2 separate regions of the Triticum aestivum genome follow, and region 2 is linked to region 1. Evidence: chromatin contacts called from public Hi-C data. All regions are on one chromosome and are shown on one strand. The core of a region is the stretch at or near the end of the contact, and the rest is flanking DNA. Distances in the headings are between cores, read along the strand shown. Region 1 holds the start of LOC123044143 (heavy metal-associated isoprenylated plant protein 3). Region 2 has its middle 24 kb from the start of LOC123044150.

What was found. A called contact is a pair of places that touch in the nucleus more often than the background predicts.
Region 2: a contact with region 1 is called in a Hi-C map of leaf, with 3 times the contacts expected there. The contact joins the enhancer-like site here to the promoter of LOC123044143 in region 1. A contact is called at or near these places in 1 of 5 Hi-C or Micro-C datasets (leaf) and 1 of 1 datasets of contacts at active chromatin or transcription factors (leaf).

The regions. Positions count from the first base shown.
Region 1 is chr1A:239,599,585-239,606,033 of IWGSC CS RefSeq v2.1, forward strand. LOC123044143 (heavy metal-associated isoprenylated plant protein 3) reads left to right here and starts at 2,161. Exons shown (of 4, transcript XM_044466794.1): 1 at 2,161-2,444; 2 at 2,539-2,867; 3 at 2,986-3,064; 4 at 3,186-3,959. The coding sequence starts at 2,291. The coding sequence ends at 3,673.
Region 2 is chr1A:239,930,112-239,936,560 of IWGSC CS RefSeq v2.1, forward strand. No RefSeq gene overlaps it. Among protein-coding and RNA genes, the nearest start is that of LOC123044150, 24 kb to the right of the region's middle. Within about 2 kb of position 3,165, at least 4 of the 8 cell types and tissues checked have an H3K27ac peak or open chromatin away from gene starts, as enhancers often do. A contact at or near this core is called in leaf, where this site is marked.

The DNA.
Region 1 (6,449 bases), core at 911-3,410:
ATATAAAAATATAAAACCTATTGCAAGAGAAATCATAACTTTTAGTCTACATCTCATGGCACAGAATATCTGATCCATCTTCTAATGCATGATATATCATCATTTCAAGTCTAGCCAACATAACACACAATACTTACTGGAGTTCAACATATTATAGGGTACACAACAGGTCCATCACAAATACATAGTGGAGTTTGAGTTTAAATGCATAGTTCATCCTTTTCTCACAAAAGGATGAAAAGCATATCTACTACATACATACACAGACATAGTTCACAATTAATAGAGCCATACACTACACAATCATCATGCCCAAAAGGTCAGCATTACCCACTAGTCTCATATTCATTTTCTTCACTTCTCTAAGATGGCCTGGATCCCCTTGATCTTCTCCTTCAGCTTCTCCTCTGCCTTCATCAGCTCAGCAATCTGAAGCTTCAACTCTAGCTTCTCTTGGGTGAGCTTCTCCTCAGACTTTGTGAGCTCTGCATTCTTCAACTCCAAGTTCATCTTATCTTCACTAAACAATTGCTTGTCTTTAATATGCTTCAACTTCAAGTTCTGGATGACTGTTGCTTGTGCTCTTGTCAGGTTCAGTAGCACTTCATAATTCTGCTTAAGCTTCTCAAACTCTGCATCTTTCTTTGCCATCTGTGCCTTCATATCAGCCAGCAGTTCACTTCTGCATTGCTGCTGATATGTAAGGTTATCCTGCAGATATCTGAAATCCACCACCCTGTCCTCCTGGAAGCTCATAAGTTCATGCACATCTTGGACTAACTTGTCATAGTTGGCCTCCAGCTTGTTCTTCTCTTCTGTCAGATGGTGGATAGTGAAAGAACTTTCAAGATTATCATTCACCCTAGCACTCTTGCTATCTTCAACCATGGCCCACAGCTTCAACAATGCATTTTGCATTGTTGGGGGCCACTGGTGATCAACCCATTCGACAAACCCACAATTCTGCCCTTCCTGCAAAAAGGCAAAAAGATAAAAAAAATAAACATGTTACTTCAGAAGCACAGGTAAATAACTAGTGCAAAGCAATAACATTGTACATTGGTAATAATAGCACCACTAAGCTACACTAGTAATTGAGATGTACCTACCCACTAAATAACAGCATGACAAATTACAGCACCACTCAGCTACAACTTTGAACTAGATTTTGCTAATCGCTTCAAAACAAGAGAGAGCAATCTCTAACTGCAAATTTGGTGAACTGCCAAAGCATATGCAGTACATACTATCCACCTAGATACTGTCAAACCAACAATAATATGACACTATCAACCTATATATGAATATGCCCTTAATAATCAGGCCTTGTACTCATGTTCACTCATGTTCAATATGGCACTGTCAAACCAACAATAATATGACACTATCAACCTATATATAATATCCCACTATCAGCATAGAATTCATACCGGCTCTGCACATGCTAGGAACCTTCTCCCTGTGTCTATTCCTTCAAATGCGACAAGCCTCTCAGATGCCTTGCCGTGCTTCTCACATGGCGACATCGTTTCCAGCTCAAGCCCCTGGTAATCTGGATCTTCAACGCTGAAAGGGACCTGCCGAAGCTCGTACAATCAAAATGCCCAAATCAAAACCCAGCGAAATCAACCAAATCAAAAAGCCCCAAATCTGAAACCCTAACCCTAGACCTAGCTCAAGGAAAATCACCTGGTTAAGCCCGTCCGTGGATGAGGTCGAGTGCATGTACGGCAGGCTGGACGTGTCCTCACTGCTTTCGTCTTCGAAAACCATGGCGGGCGGCGGCGCTCCGCTCCGGCAAAGCTGCCGGCGGTGACGAGGGCGACGAGAGAGGAGCAAGGAGGGAGGCAGGAGCGAGGAGGAACAGAGTGGAGCACGGGCCGGTCCGGTTCGAGCCGGACCACACCTATTGAGCGAGCGGGCGAGTGCCGATTCGCCAGCGTGGCGTCTGACGCGCGGGCCCGGGCGGTTAGTTCCAGCGTCAATACGTACAAATACGAAGTTTAGCCCGATTTGCAACGGTTCGGTCCAAACGTGGTACTGACACGTAAAAATTTTTAAAACGAGTACCAATTCGCCACCACGGCCCCAATTGTGGTACTATCGTCTAATTAACTCTGTTCTAGTTGTACGGTACTCTCCTTCCTTCCTATTTAACACCGCGCCCGCCCCACCTCTCCTGCCCCTTCATTCCAAGCACCACGTGCTCCTCTCCTCCAACCCACGCCCACGCCCACGCACTACCTCCCTCCCTCCCTCCCCCGGAGCTCCGCCAAGCCACCGCACCGCCATGGGCGAGGACAAGAAGGAGAAGCCGGGCAAGGCTGACGGCGGCGACCACAAGAAGGACGCCGCGGCGCCGCGCCAGCCCATCGTGCTCAAGGTCGACTTGCATTGCGCCGGCTGCGCCACCAAGGTTAAGCGGGCCATCAAGAACGCCCCTGGTACGCCTGCTTCTTTCTTTCATCTCCTTACGGTTCCCTTCTCTGTAGGACTAGTGTAATTTCTGACCGTTTGCCTTAATTTGGTTCTCTGCAGGCGTGGAGTCGGTTAAGACTGAGACGGCGGCAAACAAGGTGGTCGTCACCGGCGCGGCGGACGCGGCCGAGATCAAGGAGCGCATCGAGGCCAGGACCAAGAAGCCCGTTCAAATCGTCTCCGCCGGAGCCGCATCGCCCAACAAGGACAACAGGGACAAGGACAAGGACAACAAGGCCGGCGCCGGCGATAAGCCGGAGAAAGAGAAGAGCAAGGCAGCAGACAAGGAGAAGGGCGGTGGCGGTGCCGGTGCTGAGAAAAAAGAGAAAAAGGTGGAAGCCGCCGACAAGCCCAAGGAGGAGGAGAAGAAACCAAAGGAGCCCAAAGAGGTTCGTCCCTGGGCTACTGTAGAATTCAACTCTGTGATATGCAGTTAGTTACTTGCAGGTGTTGTAAATGAAGATTTGGTCTCATATTCATCTTGCCCTTTTTCCTTGATTCCATCAGGAGACCGTGACGCTCAAGATCAGGCTGCACTGCGACGGCTGCATCGACCGCATCAAGCGCCGCGTCAACAAGATCAAAGGTCAGTTTTCTGTTTCTTCCTTTTGGCCGCAGATTCATTCCGACCTGGTACAAGGAATCATTTAGTTGGATCTTGCTGGAAACTGACTGACACCTTCTTCTCTTGTTTTGTTTCTACGCAGGAGTGAAGGAAGTGACGGTGGACGCTGCCAAGGACCTGGTGAAGGTGACTGGCACCATGGACACAGCCGCCCTGCCGGGCTACCTCAGGGACAAGCTCAGTCGGCCGGTGGAGGTGGTCACCCCCGGCAAGAAGGACGGCGACAAGGAAGACGACGGCGAGAAGAAGAAGGACAAGGGCGCTGGCGCTGGCGATGGCGGCGAAAAGAAGGACGGCGGTGGCGGCGGCGAGGACAAGAAGGACAAGTCCGCGGCGTCCGTGGCGCCGATGCCCATGGCGGACCCGAGCATGTACCAGATGCCCCCACAGTACGGCTACATGCCGTACCCCCCGGCGCCCGTCGGCTACTACGGCGCGGCGCCGCCGCCGCCGAACCCCGGCTTCTACCCGAACGCCGGGCCCCAGTACCCGTCGCCCTACGCGACGTACCCCGCCCACGCGCCCCAGATGTTCAGCGACGAGAACCCCAACGCCTGCTCCGTCATGTGAGCTGCCATGCCACGCCACGCCACGAGCCGATGAGCACGACGCCAAGCCCAGAGTCGCCGCAAGCAGTATGAATCAAACCAGAGAAGCACGGCCTGGGTTTGGCGCGCGGTACCATTAGCCTAGCTAGCAGCTGGTAGTTACGTAGCTTAGCGCACCGAGAATTAGCAGACATGTACATGGCGACAGCGATCCCGTCCCGCGATGTAATGTAATGTAATGTTCCACGATCCATCCGATAAATTTTGGCCCTGCACTCGTTAATTATAACAAACAATCGTTGTTGTCATGGCCAGCATGAATCGGTGCTCCATTAACGGTTCCATGAACTGGTGGCGCGTCACTGTTGCCCGTGAGAGCATCTGCTACAGTTTATATGTTAGCTTGTTGGTAAAATATGCCATGTCATCAAACAATATCTTAACATACAACATTTCAAATAGGTTGTATTTAGTATGCCCAATAAGATGTGAGATAATAAATAAGGTGCTCTTTCATTCTACATTGAAGCTTGTGTAATGGGTGTTGGTTTATTACATACAACATTTCTCTCTTTCCTCATTTATTGCATGACACATCATCAAAAATTCTATGTGATAAAGTCTACCAACAACTATCTTATAATCATTGAAGATCCCCTGAGGTCATCGACGTTTTCTTTTTTCTTTTTTGAGGTCATCGACGTTGATCAGTGGCAATGCCATTTTCGTCTTCCGGGGGGTTCGAGACGGCGCCTCTTGCGTCGGCCATCTTTTTGCGGCTCGAAGGGTTTGTTTTATCTCGATGGTTCGGGTCGTCAGTGCGGTGATCGATTAGCGTGAGACGACGACGTCTTGGATGTTTGCTTGCGGCAGTGTCACGGCGTGTGTGTTTATTTATATGCGCTGCTAGTGTGGGATGGTGTGGCTAATTAATCATATCTCTACCCATTGTTTAGCGCTAATCCGTCTTGTCCTGTTCTTGCGTGGTGTCAAGCTACGCAGTGGAGACGTTGGTCTCTTCTCCGTGGAGTTCAGTGACGGGGATGCTCAAGTTATTTTAACCATATAGTATGTGTTTCATCTGACTGACAGCCCGCCACCGTGGAGTATTCTAGTGCTTGTAGGCGGGTTTGCAAGTAGGGATGGTGTTTTTCTATGTGCTGGTTTGCGGCTGCGAGTTTCTGAAACAAGTCCGTGCCTAGGAGCTTCCGAGATTGATGATAGCTCTACAAGTGGCTTACGCCATGTGTAGGAAACCGGTGGACATCAGACACACAATGAGACAACACACGAATAGATTTTATATTTTTTGAAGGAAACACACGAGTAGATTTGGTTCAATCAAACATTGGGTGGTCGATCGTCTGCGATGCTCCAATTCAACTACTCCATGATGCCATTGTCATCCACGTCAGGGATACGTGTGTGAAAGCGCAGGCACTATTAAGCGCCCGTTTGTGTCATTGTCATCCGTGTCCAAAATCAACATAGGAGCAGTACTAGAGATTTGGGAACGCAAACATGGTTTTGGTGATGAGAACCTATGTCGGCACACAGCATCCATGGGCTCAATCGTTCATCGTCGTCGACATGATGAGAATTCTGAGCCCGGGTCACTGTTTGTGCTGACGCCGCGCGCCGTTTGTGGATGGGGTCCGCCCAACCGTTGATGCTGGCTAATCATCCCGTCACCTAATTAATCATGGCAGGTCGGTGACGGTGAGCGAGCTCCTGTGCGGATCTGGGTGTTAATGGGTCTTTTAACCGCGGAACCGGGTGCTAATCAAACAGTGATTTCCGGCACATAGTACTGTGTGTACTTTGTACATCCATCAATTGCGCTAAAATAATGTGAGTTAGTAGCCAAACTAAACAGTGATTTCTGGCGCGTACTGTACTTTGTACGTAGGTGCACATCCATCCATCGCGCGATATAATGTGACAGGGTTCGGTATGGAAGCGTTAGCGTGCTATCTCATCCGCTCGTACACGCCCGCAGTCCCAGCAGCTAGGACTGTTGCGCGGCAGTGCAGTGCTGGGCGCGAGACGCGGCGTGCGGCGCCTCTCGAGGTGCGTGCTGGTGTTTCCGAACGTGTGTTAGGTCACGGTGGCCGGGCTGTCCAGGCCGATCGAGATCTTGCTGCGTGTCCTGCCGCTGATTCCATCCAAGCTGGCAGTCGACACGGACACGGCGACACGCGCATTCTATAGGACATAGGAGCTTTTCTGAAGCTCAAGGCACGCTCACTTTCGCAACGGACGTGATTTTTTTTTTTGAATAAAAAGAAGCGTCTCAGATAAACCTTGGCCGTACCAAGTAGAAATTCACCAAGGGGACCTTGGCCTGGTCCTGCGGTATACAAAAGGGCGCAACCATGCACCAAGGACAAGCGGGAAAAGGTTCAACACAAGTTCCAACCGCCAACACCACCTACTTGGGCTGGCTACTTAATGTGCGTGACACACGGACGGGACGTACTACACCCCTCTGTTTTCTACCCATCTCCGGTGGTACATATACTGAGCTGAACGACGGCAAGGGAAAGTGATTTTTCTTTTTCTTTTAGAAAAAGTTAAACCTTATGACCTGCATCATTGTAATGCACATAACAATACTTATTAATTTTTAAACAAAGTACTCCCTCCGTTCCTAAATATAGGTCTTTTAAGAGATTTCAGCACAAACTACATACGAATGTATATAGACATACTTTAGAGCGTAGATCCACTTATTTTGCTCCGTATATAGTTCATATTAAAATCTTTAAAAAGATTTATATTTAGGAACGGAGGGAGTA
Region 2 (6,449 bases), core at 1,915-4,414, 330 kb after region 1:
AAAAGAGTAAGACCAGTTTCGACGATATGATGATGCTTATGTTCCACAGAACCGTTCTGCTGATGTGTATGTGGACATGCTAAACGGTGAGCGATCCCAAACGACTGAAAGAAGGAGTTGAGGTTGCGATACTCGCCCCCCCCCCCAGTCTGACTGAACATGAACAATTTTATGCTTGAGAAGGCGTTCAACATGTTTTTGAAACTGAACAAAGATATCGAACACATCAGATTTATGCTTAATAAGATAAAGCCAAGTAAAGTGGTTGTAAGCATCAACGAAACTGGTATAATAATTATGACCACTAAGAGAAGTCTGAGCAGGACCCCATACATCTGAAAACACAAGTTCTATAGGATGTTTCACCTCAAGACTAGACTCTGAAAAAGGAAGTTGATGACTCTTCCCTTGCTGACAAGCATCACACACTGCTACATCTTTATTACTAGACATGCTAGGAAGCTCATGACGACGCAAAACATGACGAATGATAGGTGTGGCTGGATGACCAAGACGAGCATGCCACTATGATGGAGAGACCCGAACTCCACTAAAAACACGAGCGACGCCAGGATGCTCCAAACGATAGAGGCCCTGACATAGACGCTCGCTTAGAAGAATGTCCCTCATGCCCCGATCCTTAATAAAAGGATCAAAGGGATGAAATTCACAAAGCACATTATTATCACGTGTGAGTTTAGGAACTGAAAGAAGATTACGTGACACAGATGGAACTCTAAGAACATTGCAAAGCTGAAGACTCCTATTTGCATGCCATGATAGGAGTGATGCTTTCACCACCAAGTGAGATATATGCATACCTGCTCCATTGGCGGTGTGGATCTTGTCAGAGCCATGATAGGGTTCATGTGTATGAAGCTTCCCCATCTCACTCGTGAGATGCTCCGTTGCTCCAGAATCCATATACCAGTGTGGGTCGATGGAGTAGGAGTGAGTGTGCCCTTGTTGCTTTGTCGACGCCGGGCGGTCTGCCATGGCAACCTGGCGCGCAAAATTGTGCGTGTCCTTGCCATCATTGTCGAGGCCAAGAAAGCTCTTCTGGAAGCGTTTATGACACTTAGAGGCCTAGTTCCCCTCAATGCCACAAAGTTGGCACACACGCCTACCACCAGCCCCCGGTAAGGTTGCGGACGGAGGGGGCAAAGGCGGGTGGCGGTGACGGCCCCGAAGGAGCTTTGGACGACGAGGGGTGGCGGCCACCCTTGGTGGCGGCGTTGGCCGAGAGAGACCCTTCGCTACTCTTGGCGCGGCGCGACTCGACTCGCTGCTTAGTAAGGAGAAGTCGGGAGAAGACCTCATGCGCCATCATGGGGGTCGAGTTGCCCCACTCGTTGATAATCTCGACCAAGGCATCATACTCCTCGTCAAGGCCGTTGACAATGAAGGAATTGAACTCGGAGTCGGTGAGCGGTTGTCCGATGGAGGCCAACATGTCGGCAAGGCCCTTGACCTTATTGTAGAACTCGGTGGCCGTGGAGTCAAGCTTCTCACACTCGCCAAGTTAACGACGGAGCGCGGAGACACGGGCCTATGACTGCTCCGCGAACGAGCGCTCGAGGATGGTCCATGCCTCATGAGACGTCTTGGCGAAGACAACGAGTCCGGAAACAGTCATGGTGAGGTTCGTCTGATCCTGACCTGTCCAAACACGGTGTGCCGGATTGTAGACCGGGCCGTGCATGCTATCTACCAGCGAAGGAGGACAAGGGAGGGAACCGTCGACGTAGCCAAGCAGGTAGTGGCTCTCAAGGAGCGGAAGGACCTGCGCACGCCAGAAGATGTAGTTGTCCGACGACAACTTGATGGTGATGAGATTGCCGAAGTGAAACGGCGGCAGCGGGAGCGAGCCCGTGGAGCAGGCTGCCTGAGGCGAATACGCCGTCGAGGCAGGGGGCACCGTCATGGAAGCGGCAAGGGGAGCTGATGCCGCAGGAGCGGAGAGCACCGGTGTCGGGCCCGAGGCAGAGAGCCCGGCCATCCAGTCCGAGCGGGCTCCACCACTGGAGGAGGCGGGACGACGGCGGCGTGAGAGGCGGGCGATGAGGCGGCGGTGTCAACCGTCAGCGTGTTCCCGGGCGATGAGGCGGCCAGAGTGGCGAAGAGGGAGCCGGCGCTCCTGGTCCCGATCGGCAATTGGACCGCGACAGCATCGAGCGGCCGGGAACGAAGAGCCGCGAGAGAGGCTGGTAGAAATCCGACGGTGGTGGAGCCGGAGGCGGCAGCGCTCGTCATGGCGACGGAGATGCGATCGAAAGTGGGGGCGGCGGCGGCGGCGGTGTCGGTGTAGGGTTTTAGGGCGGAAGCGAGTTTTGACCTAGTCTGATACCATGTGAAACAATAGGTTTGGAGGAACCGGCACAACCCTCTAGGGATGGCCTATCACATATATATAATGAGTGGGTACAATGTTACATCATACGTACACATATACATGAGCTATACAGTCTAACAACTGTTGATGCTCTGTTTATGCTGTGCTCTGCTTATGATGTGTGGTACATGGTTGTGCCGAAGTGTGCTGGTAACCTCACCAACTAGTGAAAGAGGTTACCGCACGCCAAACGTTGCATACAACCAAACACCATGCCTTAAGTTTGTCCACTAACATGCAGCCAACCAAACATCAGGCAGTGTGGTTCAGCCCATGTAGGCAAGAGAGCATGCAGGTAACAAAACAACTTGCAGATATGTCAAAAACCTTGTAATTTTTTTTTACAGATGTCGCATATGAGACTGTTTTTTTAGAGCCAGACTGGGTTGAGACGTGTATGCAATACATTTACTGTTCACTACTGTAACCAAACACGCTCTAAATTGACAAGAAAAATAGGTCCCCGTTGAGCTGGATGATACAAACCGTGGAAACTCCCGTGAAAAGAAGCAGAAGGACATGACTCCTTTCACGCAGAAAAAGACGTCCCGTTTTTACTCCTTTGTTTCGCGTCCCCTCGTCAGTTCCCTCTGCCAAAATCCTCTCCTTTTCCGGCATTCCCTTTACCTTTTTCCTTTACCCGTGCGTACGACGCACCCCATTTCTCATCCTCATGATGATGAAAGCATGGGGATCCCCTACACTGCACTGACCAGGGAATCTACGAAAAGGACACGAGGGAAGCAGACAACACAACTTCGCTTGGACTGTTGCTGCTCGTGCGTGCAATGGGGCAGTGGTACACTGGGACTCGACTTTCTCACATGCGTGGCCTTCTTTAGTTGTTGCCACTTCAAGGAAACCTCCGCGTGAGGTGGGGGTGCATGGAGACAAGCAGTATCAGCCTTTCCATTATTCCTTCCCCCTTCCCGGTGCTCTCCCCTGCGCCTGCCTCTGTGCCCGTGCCCGTGCCCGTGCCGTGGCATTCTCCCACTCTGGTGCAGGGTCTGGTGGTCAGTGCTTTCCATTGCAAGCCATCATATTCATCACCGCCCGCCAGCTGAAGGTGGTTTGGATTCGCATGATCGCATCACCATCACCTGCAGTCTTTGCGCAGGACGCACCTTGCTATGCTATGGAGCTCTGTCTTATCTCACAAGCAGCGGGTCAACTATGATCCCAGTACTGTTTCTAGTTCTACTGGTAGTACTTGCTACGGCAGCATTTCCTACGTATCGTTGTTTGGCTTGATGTGTTTTGATCGCGCGCTTTGCCGCACTGTTCTTTGTTTATGGGTTATGGACTTTAACTATGTTATTATACAGTATGATTTTAGTGTTTTTCTTTATGGTGGTGTCTACTCAGTTTTTGTTGGAGGTGTTTTAGACTTATAATTCTATATGAGTTTTGAGTTTGCTAACCACATGTCCCATGTGGTGGAGGTTTTTAGACTTGAGGAGGCATCGTTGGTTACACATGACACGTATTTTAGGGAAAATTCACACACATACTAACTACTAACCACAGAGCAGTTAGCCACGCATCAAACAGAGCACGTTAAGTTATATTCCCTTCTTCCCGGTTTATAGGGTTTATCTTAATTTTTTTGTTTTTTCTATTTAAAGGGCTCATCTCCATCTCTATATTGAGATTCAGAGCCACATTAAGTATATGCATGCAAGAATTAAAAAGGGAGTCATCAATGCATGTAATGTTCTTATTCATCTAGGGGTCAAGCATGCATGCACCGCAATTAATCCAAATTAATGCATCAGTTTAATTTGGGTAGTTTTGTAAAGTACGAGATACATTCCTCCACTCAACATCTGCCTTGGTCTGATGACATTTCAGATTTGAGCCCTATAAACCGAAAAGAAGGGAGTAGGACGTTTAGAGTGTCTGGAAACACTGCCACCCGCTATCTTTATTGAGACGGCCAATTAGCGTAGGTTGGGCAATTTTGTCAAAAAGAAAAGGCGTAGGTTGAGCAATTTTTTATTTCTTTTCATTTGTGTTGATTTTTTATTCACCTTTTTCAAAAAATAACTAATGTTTCTGTAACTGTAAATAGTACATTGCAGATACTATCCATGATACTTAAAAAATTGTTTACATAGTACACGTTAAAAATATGATAGTGCGCTTTAAAGCTTGCTCGTACTATTTTAAAAAGTATGCACATATTTAAAAACTATATTTGCACATTTTAAAAAATGTCCATAAAATTTAAAAGAAATGTTGATGAAACTTTAAAAAGTTTCCACACTTTTTAAAATGTTTATATAGTTCAAAACATCTTCATATATTTCATACAAAAGTGTTCACCCATTTAAAAATATATTCACACAAAAAATTATGTATTTACAAAAATTGTTTACCCATTTAAAAAATATATTCATACAAAGAATTCATGTATTTACAAAAAAAAACACATATTTGGAAAAAAAGTTCATGAATTTTAAGAAGTGTTCATGAGATTTTTATAAACGTTTATGCAATTTTGTAAAGGAAATATTCCACTGTTTGTTGAAAAATGGACCGTGTAAATATATGTAAAAAAGGGGGAACATGAAAAAGTTATTTTAGATGAAAAAGTTACTGTCTAAATATGAGTACGTAGTTAACAATTATTCATAAAATGGAAAAAAGGGAAACTCAACAAGTCTACGAAAAGGAAAACACTAGAAATATAATAAAGTAAAATAATATCTCATGGATGAATGTAGAGAGAGAGATGACGAACCTTGGTGTTTCTCGGTTGGACCGTTTTTCTCCTGTTTGGTTTGTTTCATGTTGGATGGGTAATCATTCTTCACTTTGATGGTGGAGTTTAACTTTTTTACGAGTGAAAGGTAGAGTTTAGGTGGACATCTATCAAATGGTAGGTGAAGTGCCAGACACAAGGCTCGCGTCGCAGGTAACTGACCCAGCTCGTCTAGCCCACATGCACCAACATAGGCCCATGCGCCTTCAAAACTCATGACACACGGGGAGGCTCCCTTTCAAGAGAGCTTAGTGCTTAGGAGATATCTCTACTAAGAGGTTCTATGGTGACGCTTTACTTGTGCAGGAATTAACACATCACAAAGAAAAGGAACATGAAACCATTTGTTATACAGTATTTGTTCGTCCACCCTTGGAGCATCTTTAGTAGGGCCTCTAAAGACACATCTCAAAAGGTTTGTTGCTATTTGGGGTTGCGAAGAAAAGACAGCTCCAGCATGGAGGAACTCAAACCACCTACCCTCGCTCCAATTCTAAAGGGATCTATACTCCAGTCCCGATCCATTGTCGGTACTAGCGGGAAGTACTTTCATCACACACTCTCACTACCTTATCATCATCGTTATCAACGGTGCTAGTGCCCATGACCTCGTGACACACACCAATTCATTTAACTAGTTGTGGTGTGCGCCACCCTAGAATCATATCATCTCACCACACATTCACTTGATACAATTCACAACCAATTGGACATGTTCGGTATGTTTGCAATTTTTTATTGTTTTAATCCGTAAATTAATGATGATGATATCTCATGATATTGTGAGAGATTATGACAACTTATTTGATCGTGCGCCACACAATTGTGGATGACGGGGATGAGGGTGAGGGAGTTCGCCCAGGTCTAGAATTTCAAGAGACGGGTGATTCTATATCAAGGGAAGTTTGAGATTTTTCTCCAAATAGATCATCAGATTCGCAATCGAGCAACTCATACACACATTCAGAATGACCTGATTGAGCATCCGTGGACGTTTAGATGGACAATTAAAACATGTGTCCGAATAAGTTGAATTCAAATTTAAACTATTTTATTTCAAAACTTTTTATTTAGATTGTGATAATTATATATGGATTATTGTTGCATTCGAATATTGGCATAACATGGTTATTAAAAATGTACTATTTATCTTTGATTATTTCAGTGCTTTGGGTATAAGGAAAAAGAAGAAAGGGTGGAAACTTGATGTCTACGGTTGAATGGCCGACACACAACCTGTTGTCCGTTGATTATTTGCGATAATTTGATGCCATTCATTTGGTGATATATGTT